3 separate regions of the Mus musculus genome follow, and regions 1 and 3 are each linked to region 2. A link is a contact called in public Hi-C data. All regions are on one chromosome and are shown on one strand. The core of a region is the stretch at or near the end of the contact, and the rest is flanking DNA. Distances in the headings are between cores, read along the strand shown. Region 1 has its middle 54 kb from the start of Gm41416. Region 2 has its middle 370 kb from the start of Gm36824. Region 3 has its middle 180 kb from the start of Gm41416.

Region 1 (5,032 bases), core at 2,446-4,945, 940 kb before region 2:
ATGGTGTTTCAGCTTTCGCCAGTAAGTTTCCAAGGGCTTCAGCCTGCCTCTGAACTGACTCTCAGATCTCTGTTACACCACCTGTGCCTAGGTGCAGAATCTGGTAGGCGTTTGTTTATAGACGTCAGTCAAATGGCAGTTGAATCGAGTCCTAGGCAAGGCATACTGAGGACCTACCTGTACTCAGCAGGAGGAACAAGCATGGTTGATTAGTAATGCCTGTCTTGGATTCAGGAAGGGAAAAAGGCATCGGAGTACTCTCAAGGAAACCAGTCAGCACAAGGTACTGCACAGCTCTTCCCTCACTGACGTTCTTCCTGGACACTCCCACACATGGCTACCCTTCCATTCCCAGCATCCTCAGCACCCGCACCTTGCTTTCCTCAAATCCGAAGTCAGCAACGCTCAGCTCCTCCTCCCTTGAGCCCCAGCTGAGTCCAGCATAGCAGACCAACCCTACTTGTTAGGCAGAGCCTCTCCACGGGAGCAGATTCTAGCAGCCCTTCCTGATGAAACCAGGGGACCGTTGCATGCAAGCTCTTATGTCCCAACCTGGACCCCATCCTGTGGCTCTGCAAGCTTGTCTCCTTGCCTGTTCTGGTCTTCCATGCTCCGTGCACCATGCTGGGGTACACCCTTACTGCAGACTATGCTTAGGTTACCTGTCAATGTGAACTCACTCTTTAGCTATGACTGTGGGAACTTCAAGGCCATCATAATAGAAAAGATGGGTCGAAGGTGACTGCTTGATACCTGGGGCTGTACTGATCCCAGGCATGGAGCCATGTCCCATCTCCCCTTCCTCTGTCTTTTCTTTCATTTTCTCATCTCTGCCTTCTTTTTACCTGCAAACTCTATCATTATTACTGGGATGTTCAGATGAGCAAGACCTAAGCCCTTCCTCAGAGAACAGTGATGAATATAAAAAACACGTTACCCAGGCACAGCTAGCTGCTTCTTAGCTGAGGAGGAGTCCAGTTGTCACTGAGAGCACACACAGGTTGTCTGGGAAGGCTTACTGGAAGAGGGGGCAGGGCCTAGAAGAGTAAGGGGAGTCAGCTTGCCGCTGGCCAGGGCTGGGGGTTGGTGGTGTGTGGGCTCTACACAGGGGGCACTGCTGCTAGCAGCACGGGTATGGATTCGGGTCTCCCTGGCTTCAGCTTCTTCCTTAACGTCAGAAGCCAGATTATTCTGGAGCTGGCCAGTAGGGACTGAACTTGGAGTTTCTGCTCGGATTAGTGTGGGGTCCAGTTTGAAGGCACTGGAGTGCCATTGTCTGACTGGCACTTCAGAGAGTTCCGGGGACTTGGAGGAATCCTTGCCCCTCTTGGGAAATGGCGGTGCTGTAGGGTCACTGCTCAGTCCCCCGGGCTTCTGGGCGAGCCGTGCCTCTCATTGCTAACACACCTTTCAGAGCCCCCAGCTTTGCGGAGCACTGCTGCACGCACGAGATAAAAGCATTAGGAACAGAAGGACAAAGCAGATACTCGAGGCGCGGAGACCCGGCAGCATCAAATCTGCCCCTTCAAATGCCACACATGATTTTGTGCACACTGTTCTGATTAAAGCAAGCCAGGCTCGTGGGGGGAGGGGCTCCAGTCTGCTGTCCTGGTGACCATCCTTGCAGTTGCTGTCTTACCTCTGCCTGATAAAAGGGTAAACCCATTTAGCCATCCCCCTGAACCTCTGAGGATGTCTATGCCCAGTGGAGACATGTTCAGATTGATAGGTTTTCACGACTAGCAGTGTTAGACTGTAAAGCAGTCTTTCTCTGACAGTGTAGGTAAGAATTATCACTCAGTAAATGCTTGCTACTGGTGTAAACAATCAATCCTATTGATTAGCAATTCCACAGAAGCCCTGCCCCATCCCCTGCCCCATCCCCAGTCTTCCTACTGTAACCCCAGCAATCACCTCTCTTTCCGGTGCTGATGCTAAAGAGACTGAGTCGTTCGGGATCTTCATGCAAATGAGCCCTTTCACGCTGTGGGATTTGCCCTTATCTTCCATAGGGGACTTCTTCCCACAGGCATCACTAGCCTCTGTTAACTGCTGAGTGACACTTAGTGGCAGAATTGGATTACGCCCTCTAGTGATCTACTCATGCTTTTGTAGGGCTGTGACCAAGTGAGCAATCTGACAAAAAAGAATGTCTGGGAGCCAAACATTGGCTCATTGTTTCAGAGGGTTTCCGTCATGGCTGGGTTCGCCCTAAGGCAGGAAAGATCTGTAGCAGACAGGAAGCAGAGAGTAGCCAGAAACTGCGGCTGACTTCCTGAAACAATGCTATGGGGGTGGGGTGGGGGGGGAGGAGGCTTTCCACACGTAACTCCTCCTACTGCAGGAGGCAAAATACCTGCTGAGAAGCAGTCTGAGCTGGGGAGGGTTTATTCTGGCTCAAAGTTCAAGGGATACATCTATCCTGGCAGCCAAGACTTGAGAAGCAGCTGGTCACATGGTTCACAGGGAAAGAACAGCAAATGGGGCAGGACTTAAAATAAAAAGCCAAACAAACAAACAAAAAAACCCTTAAGTTTCTCCCTCTTCTAAGGACTTAACTTTCTCCAGTAAGGCTCCACCTCCTCTATGTTCTACAAGCTTCCAGAACTGCACCACTGCCGGCTGGGGACCAAATGTTCAAGACATAAGGCGTGGGACATTTAGAGTCATTATAGCGCCTTCTAGTGGCTAGGGTGGTTACTGCTGCTAGACTCGCAGGGAAGATGCATTGTTTTAAAGGACTTCAATGAATGAGATCTTTGTTTCAGGACTGAGGGAGTCTTACCTATGCACAGTGCACCTTGGGATTTGTGAGTCAGGCTCTTCCAGAGAGATGAGCATTCTGCGATAACCCTAGGATAAAGAGGAAGAGGATTGCTGTTCTGGGAACCAGAACGTTCCCAGAGCAGACTCCCAGCTCTGCAGCTTTCTGGCTGTGTGAGCTTGCGCCAGCGACTAGGCCTCTCAGTGCATATTCTCCTCAGTAAAGCAGCTGGTGAGGAAGACTGCTATGAGGATGAGTTGGTAAGGTAGAGTCTTAGGAAAGGGCACTGGGAGAGTTAACTCCCTTGTTAAATGAGGCATCACTTACCAATGTAATCTAACACATCTGAGCTGTCTGAGGAGCAAGGCCCCGGGAGTCTACATCTTCTTACCAACCATTACCTTTACTGTTATCAACAACTCTACTCTCATCTGAGCCCCTTAAAGAAAGTGGCTACAGGCTCATTCAGCCTGGCCGGGGCTCTCCCTGTCTCCTCCCCTCTGGCAGAAGCTGCTTTCTTGATGAAATGCAGGGTTCTGAGCTCTGCTACCAGCTACACAGAGCCCACAGGGCCCCGTTTTGCCCTCAGTGCCCCTAATCAGGAGTTCGGTCTGTCCGATCAGAACTTCCCCCTTTCAGACACAGGCAGACTTCTTCCTCTCTGCATTTCAATCTCACAAATCCAGGCCAAATATTGATGTTTGGTAACTACAAATATCACACCAGGCCTTTAATCAAGAGCCGAGCAGGGAGAAGGGAGCAAGCATGCCCTGCACGGGAGGGAGCCCACAGTGCTCAGAATGAGTTTTCTAAGGAATAGACTGACCGACAGGGTGGGAGGGAGCCGGCTCTGAGGTGAGCATGAAATGGTAGGAGCTCCCAGGCTCCTATTCCTGACACAGCGCCCATTGAAGTCATGTTCAGTGCCAGGGTCTGTAGGCGTGAGCTTGCTTTCCAGACAGGGAAATGTGTTTTCATTGTGAGCATCTGATATGCTGTGAGTCTACCCCATTACCAGCAAATGCAGTGAGCAACTCCCATTCTCTGTCATTTAGAATGGCAGGCAGATGCGAATGAGTGACAGCCCCCACCACCCCTTCACGCTAGGGAGGGAAGTCAGCCCTCAGGGGCAGAGGGGAAGTTGGATTCCAGGATTTCACATGGGGGACACAGAGGACAGAATGATCTAGAGTACTGGCCACCACCACATGTTGGCAGTGTAGCTTAGAGTGAGCCTCACCTCCTGGATCCTGCAGGCTTAGAGTGAGCCCCACCCCCTGGATCCTGCAGGCTTAGAGTGATCCCCACCCCGGGATCCTGCAGTTTAAAGTGAGCCTTACCCCGGGATCTTGCAGGTTTAGAGTGACCCCCCCAGGATCCTGCAGGCTTAGAGTGACCCCTACCCTGGGGTCCTGCAGGCTTAGAGTGACCCCCACCCCGGGATCCTGCACTTAAGTTCTCAGCACCAGTCAGTCCTGAGGATCGGCTGCTTTGCAATTCAATTATTTCTCACAACCTTCAGCCTCAGGACCCTGGCACATGCTGTTCTTTTGGTCAAGAATGCTGTTTCTCAAGATGGCTAACCTGGTTGCTTCTTCAGCTGTTTTGTGTGTGGCACTGTGCCAGGAGAGATTGAGGGTGGCAAGCAGACACCAGTGTGATTATTCCCCTCACTTGCTGCCTTTGTGTGCATGTATGTGTGTACTCATGTTCAGGTATGTGCAGGTGCACATGTGTTCACATGCATGTGAAGGCCAAGGAAAACCTCAGGTGCTGTTCCTTAGACACTATCTGCTTCGGTGGAGCTGGGTCCCTCCTTGGCCTGAAGCCTGTCAAGAAGGTTGAACTAGCTAGTCAGAGAGTCCCAGAGATCTGCTTGTCTCTCGTGGCCCTGGGATTGGGTCAAGCAAGCGCCACCACATCCAGATTTTTTACGTGACTCTGGAGGTCAAGTCCATTTCTCAGTGCGGGAAGCACTTCTTCACTGCCTGAGCATCTTCACATCTCGCTGGGCTGCTGTCTGATTCCCACATCTCCATAAAGCGTTCTCAACTACTCTCTCCCAATCCCAAGCACACCCTACAGCCTTCTCCCTACCTCTGCTTGCTTGCTTGCTTGCTTCTTTCCTTCCTTCCTTCCTTCCTTCCTTCCTTCCTTCCTTCCTTCCTTCCTTCCTTCCTTCCCTCCCTCCCTCCCTCCCTCCCTCCTTCCCTTCCCTTCCCTTCCCTTCCCTTCCCTTCCCTTCCCTTCCCTTCCCTTCCCTCCCTC
Region 2 (4,880 bases), core at 1,984-4,483:
TACAGGAAAGAATTTCAGGATGAGCTGGTGGGGAAAGGTCTGGGATTTAATAAGGAAAGACTTTGACATAGATTTAAGCATGTCTGTAACAGGAGAATAGCAGTGTGCACACTGGGGCATGAGTATAGATTTAGAGTCACAAAGTCAAGCGTGATTCTGATGGTCATGTATAAATTTGTGGTTGCTTCTGAGGTGATATTGCTCTCGGGCTTCTAAGGAAATGCCTTTTTCTCTTTTAGCAAATGATCCTTAGAGAGGCTGCTCTCTAACAATCACCAGACAGGATTGCAAGCTGCAGGGATGAAGGCATGTCAGCAGTCGTCAAAAGAATGTTGCACACTTCTAAGTGAGAATGAATTCAAGGCCAATGCCCCTTTATTGCGTAGCAGCATTAGCTTGGAAGAGGCGGTGGGATCATTGTCAGAGCCAGAGACAATGGAGGGCAACTGAGAATGTAGTGCTTTGGGGAATGACAGAATTCTTGCACACATGGACCTATACTTGTTGGTGGTACACAAGATCAAGCCAGCCACCCTGACAGCATGGGTGGAGGAGGGGCTCATGAAGCCCTCACTCCTAGCTGAGGATTGGCTGGCAGCACAGCTGCTGGTGGAGGGAGAGCCAGGTTTCCTTCTGCTGTCCATGCTGTGCTAGGTGTCCCTACACCTATGCATGGATAAAATGGGCTCAGTGGGCAGCAAGACATGAATTTGAGAGGGTGATATGCAGTGGAAGCCTGAGAAAAGCTGAGGATTGGTTATGATCAAAACATATTGCATACATGTGCAGAGTCCTCAGAGAATAAATCAAACCTATAATTAAAAAGTCAAGGCATGTTTTGACTAAAAGTCAGGTTACCAATGTTTTGAGATTCCCAGAAAGTTACAGATTTACATCGGAGACAAAGCCACACAGACCTCAGTCATGGCTCATTGATTCCTTGGGATTTCATTAGAATTTCTCTCTTTTATTTCTATGTAGCAATCTTCATCATGATTTATTTTTTAAAGACAGAGACTCACTATGTAGCCCCAGGTGGCCTGGAACTTGCTTTGTAGACCAGACTGGCCTCAAACCCATAGAAATCCATCCTCCTCTGACTCCTGAAAGCTGGATTGAAGGCATGAGTCACCACGCATGCCTTCAATCCCAGCCTTCAGAGTAGATCTTTGTTAGTTGTTTGTGTCTTAAACACTCAACCTGGGAATGACTTCAATCAGATTTCAGAGGGAGGGGACTCTTTCCCTCCCTATTAGTTTACCTGTATTTCTGTTACTCTTCATCCACTGTGATGAACACATAATGGTGGTGTAGACAAGCAAAGCACAATGCTTCCCCATAGTCTCACATGGGGAAAGGTAGGCATCCTCACTTAGGGAGTTAGGCATCTTCATATTGGCATCTTTACTTGCAAAGGTAAGCATCTTCACATGGGTGTGTCAGGCATCTTTACATGGGGAGAGGTAGGCATCTTTTCAGGGGTGACATGTTTGTCTAATGAGTCCCTGTCTGGCTGGATATAAAACTCCCCTTCCCCCTTCTCCATCATCTGTCTGTGTCTGAGTCAAATGCACTAAACTTCAATTTGGTAATTGCATCTTCAGATTCTTTAATGAAGGTGTTTATCAACATATAAATAATTGCTGGGTAATTTTGTATTTGCCAATTGCATCCTGCTGGAAAGTAGGGCCACCCCCCCCCACACACACACACACTTGTAGAAGTCTGGAATGTCAAGGGCAGCAGTTCAGAGCAGTCCTTCATCCCAGTTCCCTGGATTCCCTCTGTCCCCTGTCTCCTTTAGCCCTATAGGTCTCCAGCTGTTCTAACTCACTATTTTGATTCTGTGGCAGTGATAAGTACAGTCCTACTTATGTGTGGGTGGATTCTGCAGGGAACATGGGGTGAAGTCACCCCCTTACTGATTTAGTTCCTTCTCTGGATAATATCACCTTGAATGTGCTCACCCCAGGCACATACCACCAAGGACTTCTTCCTGCACTCTATGCTTTAGTGTGTATATGATCCTGTGTATGTGCACACACGCATGTTTGTGTGTGTATTTGTGAGTAGGTGTATATGCCTGTGTGCATGTACACATGAATGTGTGCATGTGTTAAACATGTGTGTGCGTGTAAATATGTCCATGTATGCATGTATATGTGTGTATGTTTGATGCATGCATGTGTGCATGTGTGTGTATCCATGTGTATATCTTTGTGTATTGTGTGTGTGTGTATATCTGTGTGTGTGTGTGTGTAAGTATGTATATGGGGAAATGTGTGACTTGTATATATGGAGATACAACTTGTTAGAGTCATTTCTATCCATTTACAGTGTGAGCCCTACTTCAATTCATGAGGCTTAGCAGCAAGAGTCTTTCTCTGTTGAGTCATTTCTTGTCCCTTTGTTATTTTGACAATGTCCTTCGTTGGTCTCACCCACTAGGTAGACAGGCTAGCCAGTGTGTCCCCCTGACCAATTGTCTCTGCTTTACTTCCTCAGCCTTGTGATTACAAGTGTGCAGGAACCACTGTGTCCAACATTTAAGTAGGACCTGAGGGATTGAACTCAAGGAGAGGCGAGCACTCTATGGCTGGGCTATCATCCAGATGCCTCCTCCCCATTGTTTTGTCTGAGTCATGCAATTATCTCCATTCAGTGGGGGGAGACTGGAGATCATTCCAGTGGCTAAAAATCTAAAGTGAAAAACAGAACACCTTAGCTTCCACACTAAGAGTGCTGTGTGCCTGGAGTGCTCTTTGGAGCCTGCAACCTTGGTGAGGGTGTGGCTACATTCATTCCAGTGCCTGGCAGAGAAGAAAGGAGATATCTCAGAGCTGGCTTCCCCAGGCCCTGTTATGTTTTTTGCACATGGACTCCTGGAGAGAATTGGCAACTAACAGCCCTTCAAGAAGTATTCTTAAAAGCTGTGCTGAAATCATTCACCTCCTGTAGAAACAAGTGTGATTTACATCTAATATGGGTAATTACTTTTACAGTTAATTAAAAGCACTCTCATTAAGTCCCTGCTGTGGCACCAATGCATAGCTCTTATTTGCTAAAGGACCCTGGGTTTGAGCTCACCTTCATCACGGGGCTCCTGCCTGGAACAGCTGGCTCCCAGGGATCAGACCCATTGTGTTAAGCATCAGCCACCACCTTAGCTAAGGCCCTCTCTCTCTACCCCACCCCCACCCCGGCTCACACTTGTGTACACAGCTGAAATTGACAGCACTGAAGCCCTGTGACCAAAACCTTGGGTTAAAGCCAAATGGTTCCTGTGAGATCTGCATGCAGTCCTGGTGGAGAGAAGGCAGAGGCAGCATTTTGCTTGCTTTGTCTTCAGAATAGCTTTGTTTGTGAGAAGCCTTTGTGGCCCTAGGCTTTCTCCGCTTTTCTTTTTCTTCCAAAGGAAGTATCCTTTCTCAAAAATATGTTCTTTAAATCCTTCTAACATCCCTATGCCTACTTATAAGGCCAGTGTGTGGGCAGTTGAATCCATTTCTGTTGACTTTTACAAAGTTGATATGCTAAATCCCCAGCCACATGACACAAATCATAGACTCTCAGTGATCTTCCCTTTTAGACCTAAATCCTAGTGCTCCCCCTTTCACAATACCTATTGCTTGAAGGGGGCACCCTTAATATGCTAAACTTTTGTAAGTACATATTAATACACTGTGTCTTTAAGCCATCTCATTTTTGGAAAGAACATCATGTTTAGCAATTAAAACATGTAGTTATCGGAGAGTACAATTTTGAGGGTACAGAAAGATTGTTATTTCGGGAAGTTACAGATTTCAGAGATCTATCTGGTCCTTTCTGGTGTTTGCTGGTTTTGATAGTTTTTACAAAGCTCCCTTCTGCCATCTGCTGGCCAGATGTGATATTGTATGTGCTAAGCAAATTTGTGAAGGGAAGCTTTGTTGGGAGGCTCATTGAATACACGTTATGTTCTTCATGCCTTCAAATAAGTGGCCTAATTTGAGTCCTAACATTTCAGAAAAGTGGATTCAGACGCTAAAGCATCTAGCTGAAAGGGGCGATTTCGTAGTTGTACCAGCTCTTCTGGATCCGGTCTCTGAAAGCATCTAGCTGAAAGGCATATTTTCAGAGTTGTGCCAGCTTTCCTCCTTGAACAAGTGGTTTGTCAGCACCTCTCTTCTATATGGTGATGTCTTCTTCCAAGACACGCAGGACATGCCCTAAAATACCAAGAATATCAAGCCTCAGGGTTATTGTGTTTACTTAGCCTACAAATGAGACACAGTAAGAGGTGGCTAATAGTAATAGGATAGTTACAACATGCAATTTTTTCTACCAATCTGTATTTGCTACTGTTAGGAGTGAACTGAGATACCACAGTAACAAGGTGAGGAGGTAACAAGAGGGGACTGATAGATGTCCCATCAAGGCATCTCCTGTTTGCAGGTGTTTCATACCTCTGTTGAGCCCGGAAGCTAAAATGTCAGCATTAGTCTACACAGGAGGAACTCACAGTCTTCATTCCATTTGTTTGGTTTTTGAGACAGAGTCTCTAGTACCAAACTGAGGCTGGCTTTGAAGTCACTGTAACTGAGGGTGACCTTGAACTTCTGGTCCTCCTGCCTCCATCTCCCAGATTGCAAATTACAGATGGGCTCCCTCACACTCGGTTTATGCAGTGCTGGCCTCAAGGCTTCAGCTATGCCCGAGTCTCACCCACAGCTCCGCACTTGATGAGAATTGAAGAGCTGTTTTCCACACTGTGACTGACTTTAGGTCCTTGAATGAAATACTCAATATTAATGGCATCCTCTGCTGTGGGCTCTGAGACATAACCTAGGGACACTGATGAATTTGAGTGTCTTATACCAGCAACCATCTGCATGGATGTG
Region 3 (4,552 bases), core at 263-2,762, 820 kb before region 2:
TTGGGGCTTTACTGCCCACTGTCCCCTGCCCTCAGTGCCCCTTTTGCAGTGATGGAGACTAAAGATGCCTACAAGACTCCTAACAAGCTAGAGGACAAGCCCAGGACAGGGCAAATTAATGACATGTGCAGTGGTTCCCACACAGTTGCTTTTTAATCTAAATGATATATAAAGCACATTCTACAGCTGCTGGATTAACTGCAGATTTTTGACAAGGATGTGTGAATTTGGGGTGGGGTACATAGTATGTCAATCAGGATTCCTGTGTGAATCTGTACACACCACCACAGTGAAACTCAACCCTGAGATTCTCCTGGAATTAACTGTTTGATCCTGACCTTGGCTACAGGAGTTACTATCCAAGAAGGCAAGAGGGAGGGAGACACTTGAAATATGCCCAGATTTCTGTGTGTGTACATTTGGAACAAGACTGACTGATGCCTACTTTACCCAGGGCCCAGTGAAGCTACTCCAGGTGGCCCTGACTGAACCCCAAGTGTAGGAACCAGCCTTGGATACTCCTCCCCAGGGATCTCCCTTCCACCATGCCTGTGGTCTTTTATGGTTGGAGGACATGTTTCTTCTGGTTGGACATGGGGGTTAGGTCTCTTTTTTTTTTTTTCCCAATGAAACTATGTAACACTTATGTGGCCAAAGAAAGACATAAGAAGGGGTTGGAAAGTTGACTCAGCAGTTAAAGTGTATGCTGCACTTGCAGACAACCTGAATCCAGTTCCCAGCACCGATTTGGGCACCTTGCAAGCCTAGCCAGGGGATTCAGTGCCTTTATGCATGCACACACACACACACACACACACACACACACACACACACACACACACACACACACACACACATGTTGAGCACCCAGAAGGGTTTCCGACATTTCAGTAGGTCCTGGGACTGTAGTCACAAGAAAGAAGAGAGGAACCTTGCTGTCAGCAGAGCCTGAAGCAGACAGAGAGATTAGAGCAACCAGAGACAAATTATACAGAGAGCAGAGAAAGGAATACAGGTGGGGGCATGGGTCCATTTGTGAGTTTTTGTAATTTGATCTTTATCCCCCTAAAATCTTTGGGAAATGGGGGGGGGTGAGTGTTGAAATAGAAGAAAAAAACTTGGAGAACATTCTAGAACACACAGCCAGAGAACCTCTGAAATGGAGTTTGTTGTTCATCATAAGATTGTAAATGGGGGTTCCTGGGCCTTAAGGGAGGCAAGAGCATGTCTCACATAGACCCTTTCAGTCCATGTGTAGAGAGCTTAGTAAGACAGGGAAGTCAATGCCCCAGGTTAGACCCCATTTTAGCACTCTTCATTCCAGGTTTACAACAGACACTTTGAACATTAAAAAGATAAAAATAGTGGAAAAAATTAAATGGATGCTGTCCCCAGCTAGGGCAGAGGAGGTGGGAGGAGGCGGAGTGACTGCCAAGCCCTGGGAGGGAGCGAGTGTGGCCAGCTGCAGGAGGGTTGATGCTGTAAGCAGCTCTCTGTGAACTTGGTATTTTTCCATAGCAAACAGAAGCCTGGAGCTTGTTGGCACTGGAGCCATATCCTGGGGATAGAGAGGGCAGAGTAGCCACGGGGAGCCAGCTAAGGAAGCAAACATGTTGAGAGGAGGCAGGCTTTCTGGCTTCAGAATCTAGGGCTCTTCCGGGAGCTGGGGCCAGTTCTGATATCCATCAGGTACACTGGCGATCAATCAGAGGTAATGAGAGGCCAGCCAGAGGCAGGGCTGCAAATGTGTCTCCATCTTGGGATTTAGGTAGAGCAGATACAACCCAGACCCCAAGGCAGGTGGCTGGCACGGATATCCATGATTACAGAGACGACAGTATCAGTCGGCACTCTCTGTGGGACTTTCTGCAGTTTACTGTGTGTTATTTGTTTCATTACTGCAACAAAGTGTGGGGCAAAGGGAACTCAAGGAAGGAAGCATTTCCTCTGGCTCACAGTTAAGGGACAGTCTGTCATGGCAGGGAAAACACGGTGGTGTGAGCATGAGGCAGTGCATCACATTGTGCTCACAGTGAGGGAGCAGAGAGAAATGCATGCTGGGACACTGTCTCCTCCTTTTTTATTTAGCCCAGAACCCCAGACTATGGATGGCGCTGCTCACATTTAGGGTAGTTCTTTCCACTTCAATTAACCCAGTCAAGGAACTCGCTCTCAGGCACGTCCAGATGCTTGTTTCCCATGAAGCTGAAAAGTGGCATTAACCACCACAGTGTGGAGATCTCATTCTGTGGGCTCTCCCAGCTCATGGCAGGCCCAGGAACCATTCTAATGTTTAGGACCTGCCTAGTTACCGGTGACCGAAAACCAAACCCAGAAAGGAGACAGGAATGAATGGGGCTACCTCATGCACTGAATATCCTAGCTCCAGGCACAGCTGGATCCAGGGAGTCAGACAATTTTTGAGATCTTTCTTTTTTTGATTTCCTGACTGGGCTTCTCATTTCTTGGTATTGCTTTCAGGTTGCCATAGTGACAAAAAAAGCTGTGTTCCCGTTGCTGTGATACTACACTAGACTGATGTAACTCCAGGAAGGATTTATTTGGGCTTGTGGTTTTAGGGACTCTAGTCAGTCATGGTGGGAAAGCACGGCAGGACTTAGGTCCATGGAGATAGCCTTGGGAGTGGGTTCTCACAGGTCTGGAAGTAGAACTTGGGCAGGAAGTGGGGACTGTGTATAACTCTCAAGGCTTACCTCCCAATGACTCCCTCCCTTCAGTGAAGTTCCACCTCTTATTCTTTCCCAACAGTGCCACCTACCAGGGACCAAGCACTCAGACACATGGACCTAAAGGGAACATTCTACATCCAAACTCTGACAAGGTGTTTGTCTAAGGAATACTTGCCGTGCTAATGAAAACGTGCAAATGGGACAGGGGATTCAGAAAGAAAAATTGTCCCTAGGTTGACCCTGTCACCACTTTATAGATGAACGCTGATGGCCTTTGTAAAAGAAGAAACAGAGGCTTGCAAACTAAAGTTGTTTGTCCAAGGTGACACAGAAAGTGGACATGGGTCAATATCATGGAGTCCTCTGCAGCAAATTTGAGCGCATCTTCTCCCATTCCCAGTGTGCCACCTCATCTCCTGTTTGTTCCATCTCCTCACCTGTCCTTGGAACTGGCCAGTCACTCAAGATACCATAGAATGGCAGGGTCACCCTCAAGACAGCAGTAGAAGCCATGGGGCCATCAGCCCTCTCTGTGTGTCATTTGCCCTCATGGTGGTATGAATAGGGGTTTTCCCAAGGCATAGAGGGTCAGACTACTGCTTTGTCCATCATCTTTAATGCTAATTACCTTTCCCCCACATCAATATAAAACTCATCTTAAATGTTCTCATTAAAACGTGTGTGATTTCTGACCACCCTTCCATCAGATCAGCCTCTGAGAGCCTTTTGTGACTGGAGTGTTCTTGGAGCACAGTGGCAGTTCCCAGTGATTTAGAATATCAAGTTTGTATGATTTTTAATCATTAAAGAAGATGTAAAAACATATTTTATACACAATCTTTTATCTTACACTTATTTTTATATTTCTCCATAACAATTTATTGGAGAACATATATCACCATTACACTGGACATTTATGGCTACATTAAAATTCAATGTCATCATAAATTTGGGCCGGTTAAAGTAGTGACATTTGTAACGGCTTTCACAAGGACATATTTTATATTTAAAGTGAAACTTTGAAAAGAAACTTTTGTTAAAGGGGAAAACTGTGTGTGGGTGGGAACAGGGATAGAATACGTCCTAGCTATCCAAAATGCCCAGTGCCTACTGCATCAAGATCCACACTCTGCTAAACTCTAGGTGTGAGTTCTTAGGGATTAGCAGGTATCATATGGCAGTGCATTGTTGGCTAGAAGTATGCCACACTGGCCAGTTTACAGCAGCCTATGATGGGGAAAATTTCAAAGGTAAAGAAAATTATTAACTCAGATTTTAAAAATGCCAAGTATAATGAGAGGTTTTCAGATCATGGGACAACGGGTTTCCTGTCAGCAACAGTTATGAGGGCCTTATGGTTTTCTCATTATACCCAAGACTGAGACCATCTTCTAGGCAATTTGTGGCCTGTCTTTCCTCCTCTTCCTCCTTCTCCTCCATCTTCAGGAAACAGATAGGTAGAAAGCTATCTACATAGGAAAGAGAGGATATCACAGAGAAAATTTCTGCTTCAAGTCAAGTAGATTTGCACAAATTGTTATTGATCTCAGATAGTTGGGCAGTGGGGACCAGTGAGGGGAAGCGAGTCTAGGTGCTCACAGAGGGTAAAACACCTACTCATATTCACTCAAAGTAAGAAGAGCCTTGACTTCATCTCAGGAGAGGAGCCTTTGATGTTGGGGGTGTCTAGAAGGGACTGTACAGTGTGCATCTATTTATCAACCCCTCTTCTGTTGAACATAACAACCTGATCCCAAACTGATAGTGTGTATATCAGACCCCTCGATATGAAAATCACTTGAAGTTTCTCTTTTCTTCTTCTAGTTCTCCATAAGTGTATCTGCTCAGCGAGGTTGCCTGGC

The links. Hi-C and Micro-C count contacts between places; a contact is called where the count stands out from the background.
Region 1: a contact with region 2 is called in a Hi-C map of cortical neurons. The contact joins two enhancer-like sites. A contact is called at or near these places in 7 of 484 Hi-C or Micro-C datasets (the N1E-115 cell line, cerebellar granule neurons, cerebral cortex and 3 more), 3 of 115 datasets of contacts at active chromatin or transcription factors (embryonic basal ganglia, embryonic midbrain and embryonic stem cells) and 1 of 9 other capture datasets (embryonic stem cells).
Region 3: a contact with region 2 is called in a Hi-C map of cortical neurons, with 2.1 times the contacts expected there. The contact joins two enhancer-like sites. A contact is called at or near these places in 1 of 15 datasets of contacts at CTCF or cohesin (stem cell-derived epiblast-like cells) and 12 of 484 Hi-C or Micro-C datasets (the HPC-7 cell line, the N1E-115 cell line, cortical neurons and 3 more).

What each region holds. Positions count from the first base shown.
Region 1 is chr16:5,535,301-5,540,332 of GRCm38.p6, forward strand. No RefSeq gene overlaps it. Among named protein-coding and RNA genes, the nearest start is that of Gm41416, 54 kb to the left of the region's middle. Within about 2 kb of position 3,696, at least 22 of the 459 cell types and tissues checked have an H3K27ac peak or open chromatin away from gene starts, as enhancers often do. A contact at or near this core is called in cortical neurons, where this site is marked.
Region 2 is chr16:6,476,663-6,481,542 of GRCm38.p6, forward strand. It overlaps a transcript of Rbfox1 not described here. Among named protein-coding and RNA genes, the nearest start is that of Gm36824, 370 kb to the left of the region's middle. Within about 2 kb of position 3,234, at least 32 of the 459 cell types and tissues checked have an H3K27ac peak or open chromatin away from gene starts, as enhancers often do. A contact at or near this core is called in cortical neurons, where this site is marked.
Region 3 is chr16:5,660,574-5,665,125 of GRCm38.p6, forward strand. No RefSeq gene overlaps it. Among named protein-coding and RNA genes, the nearest start is that of Gm41416, 180 kb to the left of the region's middle. Within about 2 kb of position 1,513, at least 28 of the 459 cell types and tissues checked have an H3K27ac peak or open chromatin away from gene starts, as enhancers often do. A contact at or near this core is called in cortical neurons, where this site is marked.